2 separate regions of the Bombyx mori genome follow, and region 2 is linked to region 1. The links are chromatin contacts, called in public Hi-C maps. All regions are on one chromosome and are shown on one strand. Each heading gives the region's core, a stretch centred on a gene start, on an enhancer-like site or on the middle of the called end of the contact. The rest is flanking DNA. Distances are from core to core; before and after follow the strand shown.

What was found. Hi-C and Micro-C count contacts between places; a contact is called where the count stands out from the background.
Region 2: a Hi-C map of middle silk gland shows a contact between it and region 1, with 2.1 times the contacts expected there. The contact joins the promoter of LOC101742898 here to the promoter of LOC101743323 in region 1. A contact is called at or near these places in 2 of 7 Hi-C or Micro-C datasets (middle silk gland and posterior silk gland).

What each region holds. Positions count from the first base shown.
Region 1 is chr5:13,281,369-13,285,367 of ASM3026992v2, reverse strand. LOC101743323 (lamin-C) reads left to right here and starts at 2,224. Exons shown (of 10, transcript XM_004930021.5): 1 at 2,224-2,828. The coding sequence starts at 2,386. LOC101743187 (exosome RNA helicase MTR4) reads right to left here and starts at 1,372. Exons shown (of 18, transcript XM_004930020.3): 1 at 749-1,372; 2 at 530-655; 3 at 182-424; 4 at 1-106. The coding sequence starts at 843.
Region 2 is chr5:13,505,671-13,509,669 of ASM3026992v2, reverse strand. LOC101742898 (ubiquitin-protein ligase E3C) reads left to right here and starts at 1,881. Exons shown (of 21, transcript XM_004930018.5): 1 at 1,881-2,079; 2 at 2,161-2,310; 3 at 2,396-2,599; 4 at 2,749-2,868; 5 at 3,689-3,815. The coding sequence starts at 2,185. It overlaps LOC101735432 (leucine-rich repeat-containing protein 70), which reads right to left and starts at 253. Exons shown (of 9, transcript XM_062668758.1): 1 at 176-253; 2 at 1-36.

The sequences.
Region 1 (3,999 bases), core at 975-3,474:
ATGAAACTCCTCTGAGAACTCTCTATATTTTTGATTCGAAAGAGCTTTAATAGGGGTTGTGTATATTACTCTCTGCTTGTTTTTTAGTGATAGAGCTATGGCATACCTGTAACATTGTTTTTTTTTTAATTTTTGGCTTTGTTTCTTCACTATGTTAAATTTTATTATGAAAAATACTTACTCAGCAACCACTGTTTTGCCAGCAGACGTGTGAGCTGATACAAGTACAGATTGTAAATTATCTATACACAATATTGCTTCTTTTTGAAACGGATCCAATATGAAACTGTACTGCTTTACAGGTTCAGTTGTCAGTGGTAAAAGAGGAGCATATTCCTGATTAGGTGGTATTGCCACTTCATGTGTACAGCCCTCGTGAGTTTCTAGCGTGTGTATCACTATACGAGATTGGAGCAGATCAACACTGTAGCAATCAGATAGGACGGATTAATATTATACATAAATTGACTGGATAAAATTATTTTTAAGCTCACTTAGGAGAAATTAAGTGACTTTTCTTCGGACTTACTTTATGTCGGTAATCAATTCAGAGTCTTCCTCTTCTTCGCGAGGCTTTTTTGATACAGAGGTATCAGCGTACTGGATGTCATCATGTGCACGCTTATTTCCAGCAGCAGTCAACTCTTCCAAGTTTCTATTAAATTGTGTGAGTACATTGTTATAATTATAGAAATTTTATAATTAAAAACATCCTAATAATGAATTAATACAGGTTATGTACACTCACGGTTTTTCAACATTTTTAACATTTGGCAGCTGAATCGCAGCTTCAGTTATTGGTGTTTCATCAAAACAGTCAAACAAACTATTTATGTCAGACATTTTAAACAGGTAACTTTGCAGATTTTCAATATTGATTTAGTACATTCCATTTATCAATTTATCAGTTTAGATTTTAGAGTACATTTCTGATTCTCTTTCAGATTTTGTTGTTTTATTTTCACTGAATAGACTCCACAGAACACTATACTTCTAGCGAAGATAGATTCGTCATTTATAGGCAAAGGAAAAAGATGTCCTAAGGCCAAAGTTTAAAAAAAAGAAATAATGGAATTGTGTATTATTTTTTACATTCTAAGGCAGCTAGACATCCGAAAAAGGCTCTCTTCTGTCTGCCGGGAACGTGTTATGAGCTTCTTCGGACACATCATGCGGTCTTCCAGACATGAATTAGAGAAGCTCATAATTACGGGTCGAATAGAAGGCAAGCGCGCCGTGGGCAGAACACCAGCCAGATGGTCGGATCTAGCAAGAGAAGCACTCGGTGGTAGTTTGTACCATGCAGTCCATGCCACCCATGATCGGGTGCATTGGAAGTACATCGCATGTGGTCGCGATCCTCAGTAGTGAGGGAACGATATAGAAGAAGAAGTATTATTTTTTCGCGATGTTGTTTTTCAAGATATTTTTACTGCTACTGCAGTGCTGCACTCTTAATAAACTCCATACATTTCATCGAGAAATTATTTCTATTAATCCGATCTACCTTCAGTGGATTCAATTTAATTTCTATCAAATTTTAGATAAATCCAATTAGGTACCTAATTCAATTGTACAAATTACTTTTCGTAGAAAGAACTAAGTAAATGACTTAAAAGACTAGAAACAGGGCCACTGAATAAACTATTTAAGTACGGTACATTTTTCGATACAAATTTTCAGTGCTGCCATATTAATGATTTTACCACTACTAGTAGGGATTTGAAAAGCCTAGTAGATAAAAACTTTTGAGGGGTAATTAATGGTTTTTTTCTGTATTCAAAAATTTTCTTACTTTATTTTCCTTTTTCGTAATAAAAGTTCTTAGTCCTAAAGTATGAGTTAAGCGGGCAATAAGAATCTTTCTAGGACAACGTTAAAAGTTTGAAACACTAAGCCCTTGAGATTTCAACCTTTTAGCACCAATCACGTTGTGATGTTAATAGAGACAAAAAACCATTTCATACCGGATGAATTGCCTGTCTCTGTCCAACAATAAATTAATAAGTTTTAACTGTTTTACTAAGGTTTTTTTTTAAATAATAATTTTAAATACTTAATAAGTCAGACTACAGAATAAGAAAGACAATTAATAAGTCACTTAACATGCTAGCTCTGTCTATTATTTTGATTTTCTGAAATTTTCACATAATATTTTCTTCGACCTTCGAAACCATTAATCAAAGACATACGGGACCATAAGAAATGTTTTGGTAACACTGTAAATGAGTCAACGGTCACGTGACCACAATAGCTTGGGTTCATCGCGGCATGATTGGCTCGTTTCATCGTTTGCGTGCGTTTTACTGAGAAGAGCAAGGAGTTCTTTCGCCTTTCGTGTGGAAAATACATTATTGTGTGTCAAAGTTTGTTATTGTGACAAAAATGTATCCCACTAAGTATACAAAAACAAGAAAAACTGTAACATCTTCATCAAATGCTAGTGTTGTGTCATCAGAGCAAAGCCCGCTACAATCTAGCACTCCTGTAGGAAGCCGCCCTTCTAGTTCTGCCGGTCGTCCAAGCAGTCCACTTAGTCCTACCAGGCAAAGCCGTTTGCAAGAGAAAGATGCATTACAAAATCTCAACGACAGGTTGGCTGCCTATATCGATAAAGTACGCCAGTTGGAGAGTGAGAATTCGGGATTACGTCGTGAAATACAAACCACACAGGAGGTGGTCACCCGCGAGGTTTCCAACATTAAAGGAATGTACGAGCATGAACTCCAAGATGCCAGGAAACTGTTAGATGATACATCTCGAGAGAAAGCTAAACTTGAAATTGATTTGAAGAGATTGTACGAAGAGAACGACGACCTGAAGAAGCGGTGAGTTGAAATAATGTTATTTGCTCATTTATCTAGGAATTATTGAGGTATATAAAATGAGACGAGGAACTTCTTCCGGCTAACCTTAGTTTAAAGTTTACGTCATCGTCGGCGTTTCTTAGCGGGTGCGGTGTGACGAGTGCGCGCGACCTCGCTTTTACGACATCATGACATCATAGCTCGAATTAACCAAACTAATCACATTCCTAATCCACAGCATTTAATAAAGTTCCAATTTCTTATACTTTGTAAACATAGTATCTTAATCAACTTCATTGATAAATAATACCAATAATGCCAATGATTAAATTGATAAAAAAGATTTCTACTTATAAACAAACATTGATAAAACTAATAAACAATCACATTTAATGTGCAAACAGGTACCATTTCTTTTAATGAATTATGTACTTAATTCATGAGTATTAATAATTTCCATCATGCAGGAATAACATTGTGTAATAAAAATCAAACTTGCAGCAAATTACAATTTGTGCAATTACGACACAATTGAGACATAGACCTCATGTGTGTGTGGTGGCATTCATGTTGTGCAACAATAAAAGCAGTAAAAAATCTTTGAGACACTTTATTAATTGCTTTAAAAAGTTTCATATGAATTCAATTTCAAAAAAATCCTTGATCATTGAGATTATTTCACTCTAAAATAATTAAAAATACAAGTTCATTATTCACCTTGATGCAGTTTACCATTTTTGTTTACTGTCTAACTCATTATCATACATTTAAAGGTCATGCTTTAAATGATGAAATATGTGCATGCAATAAAATTTGCTTACATTTTCGATAAACACGATTTTGGCCATAATTCATCATCATCATCATCATGCTTTCCTATTACCCTCTGCTGGGGTGTAGGGGATAATTATTAATTGGGCATAATTATTTGAATTTAAAAAAAATATGCGATTTGTACTTTTTTGAGTTTAAAATAACTTTACTGACTTTAGTCTAAAGATAACAAATACTACATAAAGAAGAAGTATTTGAAGACAAACCTTGGTATCTCTTGCTGAGTACACCTATATGTGTGCACACAGAAGTGTACAATTTCACTTAGTTCCGAAAAGGCATGCATGGTTCATGCGGTGAACTAAATTCAAATTCTGTATAATTGAAAGAGAAGATCCACATATTTATCATAGCTTAT
Region 2 (3,999 bases), core at 632-3,131, 220 kb before region 1:
AGGGATCAAGGCAGTACTGAGTTATTACCACATTTGCTGCAAACAAAGTTATTATTCTCTAGCTGCCGAATGAAATTAATAGAATATTAGATGTATTAAGTACATTTTATGTACGCATTTGCATTCCCTAAACTATTTTATTTTACTCGGGTTTTGACTGTACATACATATTTACCTATGTACACACATATTTTTTGTATGTAATAAAATATGTAAACATTGTAGGTACGGTATGTACAGTGTGACCAGATTTAAATCGAACATTATGCCAGTACTTGTATAAATTCTGCTAAAATCTGCTTAATTTTTGTAAATAATTTCAAAATTCTGCTAATAGATAAGGTCAACATTTTTATGAGGATTTAAAAGAACAAAAAAGGCAATTTCAAATATTTATTAACCAATTATAACTTCAAAATTCTTGTGGCGTCCATGTTTTATATAGAACTGTCGAGCTTTGTGCTGCCTTTACCATATTTTAAGATGGCGTAAAATTAACGCATCCACCTTGCTCTTTAACTGCCTGTTTGACATGTAGAATTGCAGCAATATGTTCATTTTTATATTTGTTCAGCAAGTCTTTTTTATGTTGCTTATTTGAGAAAATAGGCTCTCACAAGCTGTATTAGACATAGCCAAAGTCATCGTGGCCTTTGCAAAATCAACCAAGTGCGGATACTTCTTAGTTCTATCAGCCTGAAATTTTAATGTGACCCAAAACATTTCTGTGTTCAAACTCATAGGTGTGGGATTAGAACTCCCTCCAGATTCTAATAGTTTGGCCACTGTTTTGTCTAATTTAACCTCCTGATATTCGGAGTCAATTGCTTGTATGTTAGATTCTTTAACCAAATTAGGAAATTTAGAAACAGTTCTGGTCAACTTTATATACACCGTTTTGTGGATCAAAAAATTGCAAATTACGAGTATTACACAACTGAGAGACAATGGTCGACGACTATTTAGGAAATATGTAAACAGTGTTCATTGAACACTACACAGAACTTCAAAGCTAAACATTTAACGGGGATTCCCCTAAAATGTGCTTGAGTGCTGGCAGTGTTGGAAGAAAAACCTGACATTGTTTTAACAAAGGTAAAATTCCTCAAATATTTTTAGCGCAACTACCCGAATGAATAAATGTGAAACACAGTTAGATGTCAAATCCTGCTACAATTCTGTGAAGTTTTTATGAGATTCAGGCGAAAAATTCCTTATTTTCAAATCTGCAACACAATCTGCTAAACCTTAAATTGGGGGTCTAATTCTGCTAAAACCGCAGAATTCTGCTAAAACCGCAGAATTCTGCTAAATCTGGTCACACTGGGTATGTAACTACCTATGTACCAGTGTATAATCTATGCTATGTACAAAATACTACAAAATATTTTTGTCTTGTTTATAGTTTTAAAGTTCACAGGCAAAGATAATTATTATCTATGAAAGAGAACATGCAAAGAGTTAATTGGAAAATATGTGTTATTATTCTAAAAATGGAACGTAACAAGCAAAATGAAATCAAAATAAAGGTCTATGAAATCAAATTGATGATGGTATTAAATAAATCTGATCTTAATAAAGTTTTTTTAAGATTAAAAAAGATTTTGATGAAATTTCACTTTTCAGGAGACTTTTTGAGAGAATCTGAAAAATACGATCCGACAATTTTGTTTCATTTATCCAAACAGTACTTTACTTTCACAAATGCTAATTAATAAGTAAGCCACTATTATTTATACACATCAATACTTTAAACCTAAAGTAATACTGAAGAGCACAGAGCAGTAATAAAGCTTTTTTTGCATCATGGACGTTTATACTCGCGAAATAAGAATGAAGGAATCGATTAAAATTTTCATCGATGTTAATCAAAGATGATTCGATAAATGTCAGTCAGCTGTCAAACAAAGTGAGTTCTGAAATTACAAAACACAAAATTACCAAAATGTCTAATTCAGTGGCATTATATATTTGCCTGTTAGATTGCTGAATGAAAATATTTGGTCTTTGTGATTGCTATGTATGTGCGATTCATCACCAATAAACAAAATATATTTACTGACTGACCTGCAAACTAAGGTTGGTAAATTGTGTTTGTCATGAATTTGAATCTTCTCAGTTTCAGCTGATCGTTGTTTACACGGCGTATATTTGTTTCAGAATTTATGAAAATTTCTTAACATCATGTATTCATTCGAGGGAGACTTTAGGCGAAAACCCCAACAAAATTTAGCAGGTGCAAGCGCGGCACGAAAGACCGATAGAGACTCTTTGATTCAACAAACACAGTTACAAAGACAAAAACGAGAGGTAAATAACCTGTACTAATAGTTCACCACACCACCCTGTACAAAGTAGATTCGGTGATATAATTATCATTCAACTATATTTTTAGGAACACCGAAAACGTTTAAACAGTGTTATAAAAATTCAAGCATATTTTAGAAGCTACTTAACCAGAAAAAAATGTAAACAAGTAGAAAGGGACCAATTTGATGATATGTTTCCTAGAATTAATGTAGAAGATCAAACAACAATCTCAGCACTGTTAGCAAAAATATTTTTCTTCTATGATGACAAAGCTGATGTTTCTAGATTGGTAAGTTTGAAGTTCTAAATTTTTATTAAAAAAAATTATAAAATTGACAAAATATACTAGCAGTCTGTTCTTTCAGAATCTTAACTAGTATCAGAATATTAACTAGTATTGTAGATGTTACTGTACATTCTTAAATTTGTTTCATATAGGTATCAATATCACAATTGTTGTTAAAACAATGGAAAAAGGTCTTCCACAACAGTGGCTCTAGTATACAGATAAGAAGATTACTAGCATTACATTTGCGACTATTGAAGTATAACACAGAGGTGAGCAACAATTCTAGCCCAACATATAATTATAATGTGATATAATTAAATTTTACGATTAAAAAAAACATTGAAAATGTTAATTTTATACTGATATTTCTGAACTCTAAAATACAATATACAATGCTGAATTTCAGTAAAAACAATTATAATCAGAGGCTATTAGGGTTTCACAATATTGAAACAGTCTACTAATTGAACGGAAAAACCATTTTAGATTTAACACATTTTCAAATGCTAGCCTGTTAATCAGCGTTTTTATTACCAATGTTAAGCAATAGCCTTTTGACTATTGATGGCTTTCTCTTTTGTAGTCACTATGTGTACCTTTTCATATCCTTATGAATTTTAATATAGAGACTGTGGCTAAACCTGCCTTTGCTGAGCAAAAGCCTCAACCACAACTGGTCTTCAATAATGTGTTAAAATAATTTTGTAAAAATTCTATAGATGCTATAGATCAGCCTTTCCCATCCGCTGAAATAGCCTCTCACTGCTGAAATAGCCTCTCAGCTTAGGTAGGAAAAAAAAACCTTTCCCAAAGTGAGTGATAATGCCCCCTTGTGGGCGCTGCAGGCCTAAAGGGGGACAGTAAGGGACCCAGAAAAAAAAATTGGGGGCACTGTGTAGAAGCTTGGGAGGCGATTTGTAACTTCATCTAGGAGGACTCTTAGACACCTACTGAGCTCTCGCTATAGTGGTTTTTGAGTAGGTGAAAAAATGGGGGCACTAAAAAATAATTTATTCTCAAAGTGGGCAGTACACAAAATAAGTTTGGGAACCCTTAGTATAGATGGTATTTAAAAAATCAATGTTCCAGGTGCCTTTAGCAGTTCCACTCAGAATGTTTGAAGTATTCACATCCACTAGTACAGTAGAAGCAGCAATGAACTGTGATGAGGCACTGAGATTTGTTGCCAATACATTCTTGTATTTAATTAAAAGAGGTATGTTTATACACATCATGCTATTGTTGGCATAACAACTCAAATTAACATTCAACAGTTTCAACAAGTTTTATAAGAAAGAGATATTAATAATTCATTAACATAGTTTTCTGACACTAAATTACCTAAATTTTCTTTCTTAAAATAATCAGCTTTCATTTGTTGTTAAAACTCAATAAATATT